Regions from separate parts of the Mus musculus genome. Here region 1 is linked to region 2. Evidence: chromatin contacts called from public HiChIP or PLAC-seq data. All regions are on one chromosome and are shown on one strand. The core of a region is the stretch at or near the end of the contact, and the rest is flanking DNA. Distances in the headings are between cores, read along the strand shown.

Region 1 (6,419 bases), core at 777-3,276, 64 kb after region 2:
CAAAGCCTTTACACTTGCAGCCAATGGTGCCTGGGTACCAGACAGCCTTGGGGTGGGTGGGGGAGCCCCTTCCCCTTATGTCCAGAGCCCTCACTCACCCTTGCTTCTATACCAGGCTAAGTCACTATCCCAACTCCCAGCCTACCAAGAGCACTCCTTCTGGCTGCATCCCACCCTGACCATTTATCCAGAGTGACTCCATACCGGCCACCATCAACCAAACCCCAAACCCATATGCCACAGTGGCGTCCAGTTACAAACACACACCAGCCGTGCTAGAAACCACCGTCCATCCCAGCTGCCACCAGAGATGACAGTCTCTCATCTCCACAGTGACTAGCTCTATCAGAGACATCATCATTTTTAAGACCAGCCAGAGACAGGGAAGGGAATGAGAAACTGAGGCACAGAGTTAGCCAAGCAATTGGCTCAAGGTCACCCATAGCAAAGATGACCAGAGAAGAGGAAGGTATCTTATCACCCCATCCCAAAGGGCACGAACCCTACCCAAATGAACAGCCCGATCCCTCCCTACAACTGATATCTACACAGTTTCTTCACTTCCCACCTTTATCCCAAACACCTTCTGAGAGGCTGCAGCCGGGAAGCCCCAACTGAGAACCCCATTTCTCTCAAAGCTGGGGTCTGCAGAGCCCACAGATCTGGCAACATTTAAGAGGTACTGATCCGGCTCACCTGGCTCCCCTCGGCCCCCAGGGTCCCTCGGTCCAACCTCCTCCCTGGGAGAACGGGCGCGACCCTCGGCGGTCCTCTCCCACCAGGCCAGGGCGAAGCGCCGGAGGCACTGCCAGGGCTGCATGGGGAGGCGTGGGGCTGGGGGCGCGCACCAGCAGCCACACACGCCCCACAGGGCCCTGCCAGCTGAGCTGCGGAGGCACCCGGCCGGCCCCCTCTACTGCCACCAGCATCCTGCTGCCCCCACCGACAGGACTCGGAGCTGGCCCAGGAGCTTCTGACGTAGCAGGGGGGTGCGTGGGAGGGGAGGGGGGGCCACGCGAGTCCCCTCCCCAGCCCCGCCCCTCTACTTTTCCAGCCCCCTGCAGTCCCCACCTCCACATCACCCCGGACGCCCTACCCAGCTGGGGGCGCCCTTCTTTACCCCTTGCGTCTGCAAGGGGAGGATTTAAGATCCAGAAGCCCCTCCCTCGATCCCTCCCTCTCCAGGGCCCTCCCTACCCACCACCCAGCAAGCCGGGAGCAGGTCCCCAGTTTCTGCAACTCCTGTGGAGGCTAGGAGGTCTCCAGGGCTAGGGCCTCGAGGTGCAGGGGGTGGGGTGTAGAATGCAGCTTTGTATCCTGGCAACACAACCAAACCCAGAGCGCTCTCAGTCCGCTGCTTCCCTGAGGGACTGGCACGAAGGGTCCAGCACTACCAGCCCAGCGCCTGCACCCCATTCTGAGAGCTGAGGCGGGATGTGGTTCTCTTGCATTCATCCCTTGTCCCTTCCCCCTTCAACAACCCTAGCTTCCACCTCGCATGGACCCCTCCCCTCCCCCCGACTCTCTTCGCCATCCCCCTTCACCCACCCCTCCCCCTTACATTGTAACCCCAGGTCCCCTCCCCCCGGGCACCGCGAGGCCCTTCCCGCCGGGTCCCCAGCTTCGCCGGCTCCAGACCCTCTCTGCTCCCTGCGCTCTCCCTCCCTGGCCCGTCCCAGCCCGGCGCGCAGCGGTACCCTGCCCCCCGTAACACCTGCGCCCAGAGCATCCCTCGCCCGGCCGGCCGCCGCCTCCCGGGCCCGGCCGCCGCCCCCGCCCCCGGCCGAGGGGAAAACACACAAAGAAAACAGAAATACCTTCCACTTAAGCATGGAGGCACATTAGGGAGGAGAGAGACAGGGACATGCCTTGGGACGGAGCGTTCCCCATCGGGCGGGGGCGCGGGGGGCGGGGGCCCCGGGCCGGCCTGCCTGGCGCTCGCCCTCTCGCCGCCTCGCGGGCTTCTCGCTCGGCCCCAGCCCCGGGGCGCGGTGCCAGGCGGGCGGGCCGGGGGCGCGGGCCCCGCCGGGGTGGACCAGCTTGGGAGGGCGCCGGCGGCCGGGCGTGTGGGTGCGCGCGCGCGCGGGCGTGTCACCGAGTGTGCGAGAGCGAGTGTGTGTGTGTGTGTCTCTGTGTGTGTGCGCGCGAGTGCGCGCGTGCGGCCGGCGCGGGTGTGTCACTGCGGGCGGGAGCGCGCACGATGCGGGCACGCGCGTGTGGCCGGATGGTACAAAGGGCCGCCGGGGGTGGCGGGGAGCGGGGGAAGGGAAGGGGCACTGCGCCTCCTCGCGCCCTCCAGCAGCACACCCGGATCCCGCAGCGCGCCGCCCGGACTAGGGTGCGGGGCGCGCTCACGCTCCTCCCCCCCCCCCAAACTCCACCTGCTTCCCCCACCCTCAGCGGTCCTCCTGCTGCGGTAGAGACAAATGCGTTGACCCCAGAGTGGCCTCGAAAGAGGCACCTGGGGAGGTGACTCTTTGGGTCTCCAAGCACCCTCAACGCTTTGGGACAAAAAATAAAAAAAGCACTTCGGGTTCGTTGAAGCAGGGCTTGAGGCTGGGGAGGGGACGAGAGAATCAGGGATCGCTCCAGCCAAGGTGACCTCGGAGCGCCACAGTCGTTCTACGCCTGGAGAGCCGAGACACCTACCCCCCCCCACCCCCAGTGCAGCGTACCCCTCTATGGTCGCGCCTCCTCACCTCTGCCCTTCCCCCTTCCTCAGCTACCACTGGGCCAGGGACCTGGCTCCCAGACGCCCCCTGCTGGACGTCCTCCTGGCCCCTACTTCGGATTCCTGCCCCTACCGCAGGCGTGAGCAGGTACTGCGTGAGATTGAAGAGACACTGATCCCTTCTGAAGTGGACCCCAAAGTAGGCCGTCACAGACTCTGTCTTTTCACGCCTCTTCTGGGGACACCTTTGCCATCTCCAAAGCAGCTTGTAGTGCGCCAGGAGGAGTGCCCCACCCTGGTTCACCTTACTGGGCCTACCTGCGGATGATACAAACTTCTCCATCTCCAGCTCGGACCCAGACACACGATGACCTTTGGAACTCAGGCTTCTCCCTGCTTCCTTCCCTCGGGTTCTGTGGCCAGTTCCCTCTCTCGGAAGCTTCTTTTCAAGAGAGGCAGGTGGGCTGAGCTTTCTGCCCGTTTTATTTACTCCTGGCATTCCCAAAGGCAGTTCAGATGGTCAAGAAAATGCCACCCAGTGCCTGCATCTCTTCCCTACAGGCCACCTGGCAGAATGACTGGCAGACCGGGCTCAGGAGAGGAGACCCCACCCCAAGTGGCCCAGATGACAAACCGGTTTCCCCACTTCTTGGTCTACCCAGTCCCAGCCTTAATCTGGGCTCTCCTACTTTTCTGCCCGCCCCTAGGCTTGCTTGCCTCTGAGCCAGTCCCGTGCCCAGCTAGGGGCAAGATCCCAACTGCCCCTTACAGATCAATGTCCAGTTCCACTAACTCAGGTGGCAGGGCAAGGCAGTGGGAGGGGACTCTCAGCTCCATTTGGTCATCTCAGGAGGGCAGCCAAGAGCTGTGTCCTGGACACAAGGTCTGGGCACACAACACTAAGCAGTTAAGACCCTGACTTCTCTTCTAGGCCAGCTGCTTCTCCCTCTGCCAACTGGATGGTGACCATCTTTTGGCCTCTGGGCACTCACTGGGCACCCTTCCAGCTCCCTACCTGGCTGCCTGCCCAAGATAGGCATCAGTACCCAGCGGGCCTTGTGCACAGGAGGGGGTCACAGCTATTAAGCCTTGAGTCTGGCACACACCTCTCCTCCCTTCAGACCTTCACACTGCTCTATAAGACCCCTCTGCCTTTGGGGTCTTCCCAATCCAAAATCACCCCTACCCAAGGGGCAATGTTTTCCCATCCATATTCTATGCCCATCCAAGGGGAGGAGCATCCTCAGGCTTTAGCCATGGTCTCTAATTTAATCTTGCCACATTAGCCACATATCAGAAATAAAGGTGCACATCTCTTATCCTAGATTTGGAAGGCAGGAGGATCTATGCAAATTTTAAGCCAGTCCAGTCTTCATCTGTGAGTTCTAGGCTAGCCAGGCATTCATGGTGAGACCCTGCCAACGAACCAAAACAAAATGGAAATGAAGTAAGGCTTCAAGAAGTGTAGACAAGCACCAGTGCAAGAGCCTTCAACTCAGACTTGACTCAGGTTGGCCTGACTCTGGGACGCCCAGCCTCTTTTTCTCGGTCCACTCTTCTTACCTGCGGCTGCCTGAAGCAGAGACCAGACCCACCACTCTAAATCTCATCCCCACACAGCTGTTAGCAGACAGCAGAGGCCAGAGTGAAGCAGGGAGTCAGGACAGGGGCTTCTCTCAGTCTCAAGGACCTGGCCATTTTCTCCAAGGTGACAATTGTAAAGATGCTTCTCCTTCCTATTACTCGGACACTTTCCTGCGTTTAACACTTGACTCCTGGACTCTCCAACAAGCCACTGGCCAAGACAACCAGGGTGGGAAACCAGGCAGTGGTGGCACACGCCTTTGATCCCAGCACGGTGGAGGCAGAGGCATGCAGATCTCTGAGTTCGAGGCCAGCCTAGTCAGTCAGGGCTATATAGAGAAACCCTGTTTAAAAAAGAAAAAAAGACTGCAGGGGTTGGGGGGTGAGAGGGAGAAGGTGGTAAAATCTGCACATAGGAATCTTAGACCGATCCAAAGAGGTCTCCAGGACAAAGCACCTCCTCTCCCCCGGGGAAGCTGCTTCATGAGGAAATCCACCATGGCAAGACAAAGTAGTCAGGCTCAAGTAACTAAGTAACTTCTCATTTATGTAACTCCCTTTTAGTTTTCTTGCCTTGATTTTTTTGTTTTGTTTCGTTCTTGTTTTTGAAACACAGCGTTGCTGTCCTTCAGCGCCCAAGCCCCTGCCTCAGTTTCCCTAGTGCTGGGAACGCAGATGCTAGGTGCCAGGCTTGGCTTCTTTAGCACACTTTCGCTCTTGGTTAACTTTGTTTTTCAGTACTGGGATTGACCCCAGAGCCCACACATGCTGAGCACCTGCTCTGTCACTAGGGTCACGTTATAATGATCAATCAATCCTTCACATTTCACACACACACACACACACACACACACACACACACACTACTCTCTAAAGACCTTATACATACACTACCCCAGGACAGCTAGCCCCGGGGTCCCATGGAAGTGCGAGAATAAACAGAGACTTTAAAGAGAAACAAATGTCCCACAGTCCCAAAGAACAACACAGACCATCACCCTTCAGGGACCCCTCCTCCCCTGAGGCCTCTGGAGGCTTGGAGGAGGCTGGTCAGGGCCTGAACCGTCTGGGTGTTCCTTATCCAGCAGAGCTGAGCAGGATGGCTTCTAAATGTTGGCAGGGTGCCCAGCACAACCCCAGTGCCAGCTGCCTCCACCTGAGATGCCTCAGGTGCTGCCCCGCCTTTTCTCATTCCTCAACATAACTTCCCTCTGGCCCTCCTCCCCTGTGGCTCTGGAAGTGCTCCTTCTTAGCCAGCCACCTGCATGTTCCTTCCCAAAGACTCCAGCCCCCTGGCCCACTCCAAAGGCCTGCAAAAAGGAGACAGAGACAGAGAGCACCCGCAAGTAGAGAGTTCTCATCCTTGCTTCCTCTTCCCGGAGACGCTGTAGCAGTGTGCTTGGCACCTGGGCAAACATCTGGGCAAGAAGGAGCAAAGGAGCTCCAAGGGCCAGCAGAGGAAAGGGGGTTAGATGGAAATCCAGGCTGACCCCCAAACTACTCTCATTCTGCCCTTTGCGGCATCTGCTATAGCTTTCCTATGACTGACTGTCCCCTCCCCATTTGCCTAGCCAGTGTTTTCCTTGAGTCCCATAGAGCCACCCACAAAGCCAAACCCAAAAAGTGGTGACCATGCATTGAGGTGGAAGGTGGCAGGGCAGCTGAGGAGGAAGGTGATGTCCCCCAGCCAGGCTTACATGGAAGGACCCTAACTAAGCCCAGGAGGTTTCTCCTCTCACACTGCTCCATCTTCATCCTCACCCCTGCTCCACAGGAGAGCTGTAAGTGGCAGTAAATTTCAAAAGACTCTCCCAATTCCCTCAGGCCCCCCTCCCCTGCCTGTTATTGTAACGAATGCAAATGGTGCTCAATAATTCATGCCTTCATTAGCACATCAAACTGCTTTCTGAAGAATGGAGGGGAAAAAATGGAAGGGGTTCTCTGAGGCGCCCCCTTCCCAGATCCTCAGCCACCGCCCACCCTCCCATCCCCCACAGCGGAGTGGGCAACGTTCTCAAGAGTCCCAGTCTCTGGCTTCCCTGCCCTGTAGCGAGGAACTGAAGCTCTCCCTACAGACTGGGAACTCCTTGTGGCCGATGCTACATCTCCCTTATTAATGGAGGTTCTTGCAAACTAAACAGAAAAGTAAGAGCCCTCGGGGTAG
Region 2 (6,210 bases), core at 638-3,137:
ACTCAGAGCCTTTGCCCGAGGCCCCTGGGGAAAAGAGTATATTGTGGAAGGGGCCAGAGAGAACCCCCCATGCGAGTATCACAGCACAGCGGGCAGGGGTGAGGGGACCAGGTACAGGGTCCCCCGATGTGGCAGTTTCTCTTGTCAAGCACACACTGATGGATAGCGGCGAGGCGCATGCAGCTGGGGGTGGGGGCGGGGATTGACGTGCTGTGGGCTTTGAGAAGACAGGTGGGGTGGGGAGCTTGGGAGGGGTGCCGGGCGAGTGGTGCAGGGATGATGGAACACACACATGCACACGAGTACTCTCACACACAGAGACCCTCTCACACGCCTGCCTGCACCTGCATACAACCATACCCACAGCTGACGTTATCTAAACCCATCCCTATGTGGTCCTCACGTGAACAGCCAGGCGTGTCCACACACATCACACACGTCCTTACTCCCAAGGCTCTCCTCACACAATCATGTTGATACCAGGCAGGTCACATTCACATACATGTACAAGGCTTCACACATACAATATCACGTTTTGCCTATGCACACACAACCCATGCATGTGCACACACAAGTTATGTAGGCTTGTGCCAGCGTGTGCACACACACACAGAGGCTGCACACAATCCCATACAAATTCCTTCCAGGACACACTCGCGCAGTAACCAAATTGAAGAACTAGAACTACGCAAAGCCCACGGGGGCCTTGCCTGAGCTCGTGGGGCAGCCCCTGCATGAATAGTCACTTCTTCCACCTCCCTGTCTCTCCACAAAGGACACTCAACTCAGGACAATGACGGAGGGGCGCACACTCAGGTCTCAGGGCTGAGCGGGTGTGGGGGCAAGCAAAGAGTAGCAAGCAAAGAGAAATGGAGTGGAGGGGCCCCTCCCCCTCCCCTCCCAAGCCAGGGGTCTCTGTACAGCCAAATCAAACCAAACTGCTCCACAGGGACTACAGAAACCAGGCCACACGCCTGTCCCCAGCCCCTCCCCTGCCAGACAGTGGCCAGGGAGAGTGTGCTGTGGTTTTCTTTTTTTTTTTTTCTTTTTTAAATATTTATATATATTTATATTACGTATATTATATATATATAATATGTAAATATATTTTTAAAACAATATAAAATGTTAAGACACTTCACTTAAATGTAAAGAGTTGCTTGCAATTAAAAGTAATTGCATCATTGTGAGGTCCTTTTTTTTTTTCTATTTTTTTTAGGTTTTTTTGTTTTTTGTTTTGTTTTTTGTTTTTGTTTTTTTTTCTGGGAGGGATTTTTTTCTTCTTCTTTTGTTATTTTTCAAAAAGGCTTGCTTGCCTTAGTACAAAAATGACCCAAAGCTAGAAAACAAGAGCAAACTAACAAAACAAAAATAGAAATAAAAATAAACAAAATCAAAGAAAGGAAACACAACCCAGTTTTCCCTCCCAACCCAAACCCTCAACAGCTGCCGCTTGGCTTTCCCCTGCTGGGCGCCAGGGTCCTGGGGTTCTGTCCCTTCAATGGCTCCTCTCTGTGCTACTGTGGGACTGGTCCCAAGACCACACCTCTGTGCTTACATGCTTTGTGCTCCAAAGGGAAGCCCCTCCACCTTCCCGATCTTCTTCCTTCTTGCTCTGGCCCCACTGTAGCGGCTGGGGGCCAGGCCAGAACCAAGTCAGCCTCTCCCTTAGACTCCTGGACCCATTCAAAGCCAGTCTGTCCTGTGCAGGACCCCTGCAAGGTATCCAGACTGGAGTACTAACTGGCTCTTCTGCCTTGGGGACCCTCAAACACCTGACAAGTGGTCACCAGATCCCCACCGGCAAGTCGTCGCATCTCATGCCTTCCCTGAAAACCCTCAAATCATAGAGGCTGGCTGAAGGTCAAGTTGCGCCCTCTAGGGGTCAGAGACTTTACTGCACCCACCCGTCCCGTCTCCCTGTATCCCTCAAACCAGACCCTTCCCACCCTCCAAACATGTTTCTAGGCCCTTCCATCTTCCCCACCCCACCCCCATAAAATAAGTTAATGGCATTTAAAGTGCTAAATTAGGGAACTAAAAGTACCAGATGCCCCTCTCAGAACTGCCCTCTCCCAAGGCAGATCCCCAGGGGCAGGCTGTCCCCAGAAGCACCTTCCATAACAGGTGTCCTGGAGACCTCCTTCCATCTGTTGCTAGCACCAGCCGGACACTGAGCAGCAGCGAGCCGGCTTCTCCCCTGGCACCTAGTGTCCCCCCTTTCCCTCCTCACACCCAGCCTTGGCCTCTTCTCTGGGGATCCCCTCCAGCTAGGCCTGCTTCCAGGCCCACCCTGGTTTGAAAGAAAAACCACAGGCCAGCAGCAGAGTTCTGTCTCTTCGAAGGCTGGACAGACAGTGGGCGTCTCCAAGGCCAGGGTCTCCCTTGTCCATTGTCCAGCCTGATGCTGGGTCAGTCCTTGTCCATCTGTTCCTCCAGGAAGGAACCCAGTAACGGGAGGGGGGCCTCGCTCCGCTCCAAGTCTCCGTGGCTCAGAGTTTGTTCCAAGTGTTCTTGGGAAGTTAGAGGAGGTGGGAACTTTGGATGGACTTGGGGGGAGGGGAGGGGAGGAGGGTGAAAGAGCAGAGGGGAAGAAGATGACAGGAAGTGGGCGGAGCAGAGGCCGCTAGGGAACCGGAAGTCAGGGGAAGTTGGTGTGTTTGGTTTTTAGCTTTCTCATTTGCTCTTTAAAAAAGAAAAAAAGGAAAAGAAAGATAATTAAAGGAAATCGCTTAAAAAACCAAAAACACCAAGAGGAGATGAGAGGGCAAAGGGCCATGCCCCCTGCAACCTTTCAGGCGTGAGAGTGGGCAGGGTAGAGCGGGCATGAAAGGAAGGAGGGACGGATGGCGGGAGTATGGGAGGGGCGGGCTGGGGTGGTGGCATGAGGGGCTTCTAGAAGGAGATGGAAGAATTCCTTGCCCCAAAGGAAGTCAATACAGGGATGGAGGTTCTGGAACCAGAGGGCTTTTCTGAGCCGGGGCTTGAGGTCTCATTCGGACCGCTCACCTCTTTAGATGGTTTAGTGGCCTGGAACAAAAACAGGGGTCAGGGGTCAGAGAGAGCAAAGGAGAGCCTTCATGCTGGCTCCTGGCTGAAGTGTTGAAAAATGGGGAAACTCCACAAGTCCAAGAGACAATTAACTGCAAAAGCGAGAACCAGAGGGGGCGGGGCAGCTGGAGAGAGTGCTCCTCTGAACTGGGGGGGACAGGGTGGGGAAGTGTGTCGTCAGGGCACAAAGAAGGTTGAGGGGAGCCATGGGGTTGGATCAAAGGCCTGGAAAGCAGAGTGGGGAGGGGGGGTTCAGTCCATGGTTACTGAGAGAGGAAAGACAGAAGACAGAAGAGACACCAGAGAGACCCAGCCCAGGACAGGCAGAGGGGACAGGGGGTGGGAGGGGGGGTGAGGGAGGGAGAAGAAGTGTATGGTTAGTAGCAACAGGGATGCATCTAAAGCCAGGGCAGATGGGGTCAGTAGCTCAGCCCAGCAGTAAAAGTCCTGCCTCTGACCTCTGTGGGAGACCAGTCCTCACCAGAAGGCCCCTGGTCTAAGCTGGAATGAGCTAGCCCCATCTGGGAACTGGGAGTAGCCACCTGCCACCACCAGCATCCCTCCCAGTTCAGGGATCCCCACTGTGGCCCTCCCTGTTCATGCCCCTCCCCCATCCCAGTCCCAAGTGCCCCTAAGGTAGCTGGAGACCATTCTCTGAGGCACAAGCCGTGCTCCAGGTTTGCCTCCCAGTCAGAATGCCCTGTGCTCACGCGTGCACAACACTCTCCTTACTTCTTTTATATTTGTCCCCCAGGTTTGTTCTTTGGGCCATGGCCTCCAAGGTATGGCTTAAGAACCACCTGTGTCATCTCCAGGGTACATTCTGTGGCATGTGTCACATTCCAGGGAGTCCTTCCAGAGTCATCTCTACTTTTGGGGTGGGACTGTGCATTTTAAGCAGGTGTCACCACTGGGGAATGATGACACACAAGTCAGGCAGCCTCGAAGTCTGTAGCTGTGACCAGGGACTCACCTAGAGTTTAGCTATCAGTGTGATAAATGAATAAACAGCCTTGATTTTAAAAAAACAATAAAAAAACCAGAACAAAGGCTGGAGAGATGGCTCAGCGGTTAGGAGTACTGACTGCTCTTCCAGAGGACCCGGGTTCAATTCTCACCACCCACACAGCAGCTCACAACTGCCTGAAACTCTAGCTCTAAAGTACCTGACACCGTCACACAGACATACATGCAGGAAAAACAGCAACTCACATAAAATGGAAAATAATAAAACAAAGCAAAGCAAAAATCCTGTTGTCGTGATGCTTGTAATTCTGGAAAATCTAAGGCTGATTCCAGCCCAGCTTTGGGCTACTTAGTGAGACTCTGTCTCAACAAACCAAACCAAATAAACAACAAAAGCCATGTTAAAGAAAAAGAGGGAGCCGAGCAGTGGTGGTGCACGCCTTTAATCCCAGCACTCAGGAGGCAGAAGTAGATGGATCTCTTGAGTTCAAGGCCAGCCTGGTCTACAGAGTGAGTTCCAGGTGACAGCCAAGACTACACAAAAGAAGGAGGAGGAGAGGGAGGAGGGGGAGGAGGGGGAGGAGGGGGAGGAGGGGGAGGAGGAGGGAAAGAAGAAGAAGAAAGAAGAAGAAGAAGAAGAAGAAGAAGAAGAAGAAGAAGAAGAAGAAGAAGAAGAAGAAGAAGAAGAAGAAGAAGAAGAAGAAGAAGAAGAAAACAACTGTGTGGCCTCAGTGACCCGCCCCCCCTGAGGTTCCTGAGATCAAGCAGGCATCAAGTGGCCCATCTGATATTTGTATAGGCTTTCCCGAGCTGCGGCTGGCAGCCAGTGCCTCCCCTTCAGGAGAGCCTCAAGCAAGCATGTGGATTGAGTAGTATCTCCTCTACTGTGATCCACGTCATCAGTCAGCATCCTACCCCACGGCATTCTGTGTCCATCGCCACGGGCCAGGGGTGACCCGTGCTCGCCCTCGACAACAGGAGTACCTGGGCCTGGGGATAAACTCATAACACAGGTGACTAAGTGTCCTCTGCCACTCGCTTTGGGTTCAGCCTGCTGCCCCCACCCCATCCCTTCTGCTACCACCTTAGGGTCTTCCACTTAGTTATTTCTCTGAGCTGGAAAGATGGCTCAGTGATTAAGAGTGCTTGCTGCTCTTGCAGAGGACCTAGGTTCAGTTCCCAGCACCCACATGGCTACTCACAACCACCTGTAACTCTAGCCTGAGGGGTCTCATGCCCTCTCCTGCACACATGTGCTGACGGGTGCATATTCGCTCACTCAGGCTCACACACATGTACATGAATGAAATATTAAGATGGGCAGTGGTAGCACACGCCTTTAATCCCAGCACTCAGGAGGCAGAGGCAGGTGGATCTCTGTGAGTTCCAGGCCAGCCTGGTCTACAGAGTTAGTCCCAGGACAGCCTACACACAGAGAAACCCTGTCTTGAAAAAAACAAAACAAAACAAGCAAAAAGCCAGCTTCCATTTCATCTGGGGACTCCCTGGCTGTAGCTCCATACAAGATTTGCTGAAGCAAAGGGAACAGGTAAGGCAACTCTATGCTGCCCAGAGTCCCTGGTCTGGGGGGTTTCTGTCACTTCCATGTCACCTCACCTGCCGATGGGTGGTTTGGTTTCTTTCTGTTTTGTTTTTAAGATGTATTTATTTTATGTGTATGTGTGTTTTGCCAGCATGTATGTCTGTGCATCACATTCATGCCCGGTACTATGGAATTCAGAAGAGGGTATCAGATCCCCTGCAATTGGAGCCACAGGTGGGTGTGAGCCACTGTGTGGGTGCTGGGAACTGAACGGGGGTCCTCTGTAAGAGTAGCAATTGCTCTTCACCACTGAGCCATCTGTCCAAGTCCTCCCTATACACACCATGGGTCTTGATTCTGATAAGAGAAAGCAGAACTTCCCCAGCTCTGTGATGAAACAGAAGCCTCAGGGAGACTCTGCTCTCGTCTGGGAGAAGTGGGATACTCATGGACCCAGGGGCCATGGCGGCATGCCGCTAGACCATGGCACATCTGCTCTCCCTTCAGGCCCTGACCCACAGTTCCAAATGGGGTTAAGTCAAGATGGAGTCTCACACCCAGCTGATTGCCTTAGCCAGGTCATTTCTGGTGACCATCCATCCAGGGACTAACAGGAACAGCATTCTCCTGTTACCCCCTCAGTCTTCCCC

Evidence for each region. HiChIP or PLAC-seq counts read pairs in DNA pulled down with a chosen protein or histone mark.
Region 1: an H3K27ac HiChIP or PLAC-seq map of embryonic stem cells shows a contact between it and region 2, with 11 read pairs. The contact joins the promoter of Srcin1 here to the enhancer-like site in region 2. A contact is called at or near these places in 20 of 39 promoter capture datasets (the 3T3-L1 cell line, 3T3-L1-derived adipocytes, the C10 cell line and 12 more), 4 of 15 datasets of contacts at CTCF or cohesin (CD8 T cells and embryonic stem cells), 39 of 484 Hi-C or Micro-C datasets (the AML12 cell line, the G1E-ER4 cell line, LSK cells and 18 more), 24 of 115 datasets of contacts at active chromatin or transcription factors (the 230-238 cell line, the HPC-7 cell line, the SCID.adh cell line and 15 more) and 5 of 9 other capture datasets (adipose tissue, embryonic stem cells, liver and 2 more).

Annotation. Positions count from the first base shown.
Region 1 is chr11:97,573,100-97,579,518 of GRCm38.p6, forward strand. Srcin1 (SRC kinase signaling inhibitor 1) reads right to left here and starts at 2,027. Exons shown (of 20, transcript NM_018873.2): 1 at 1,869-2,027. The coding sequence starts at 1,890.
Region 2 is chr11:97,509,619-97,515,828 of GRCm38.p6, forward strand. It overlaps Srcin1 (SRC kinase signaling inhibitor 1), which reads right to left. Exons shown (of 20, transcript NM_018873.2): 20 at 1-3,030. The coding sequence ends at 2,896. Among named protein-coding and RNA genes, the nearest start is that of 4933428G20Rik, 12 kb to the left of the region's middle. Within about 2 kb of position 1,888, at least 81 of the 459 cell types and tissues checked have an H3K27ac peak or open chromatin away from gene starts, as enhancers often do. A contact at or near this core is called in CD8 T cells, the G1E-ER4 cell line, the HPC-7 cell line and 11 more, where this site is marked.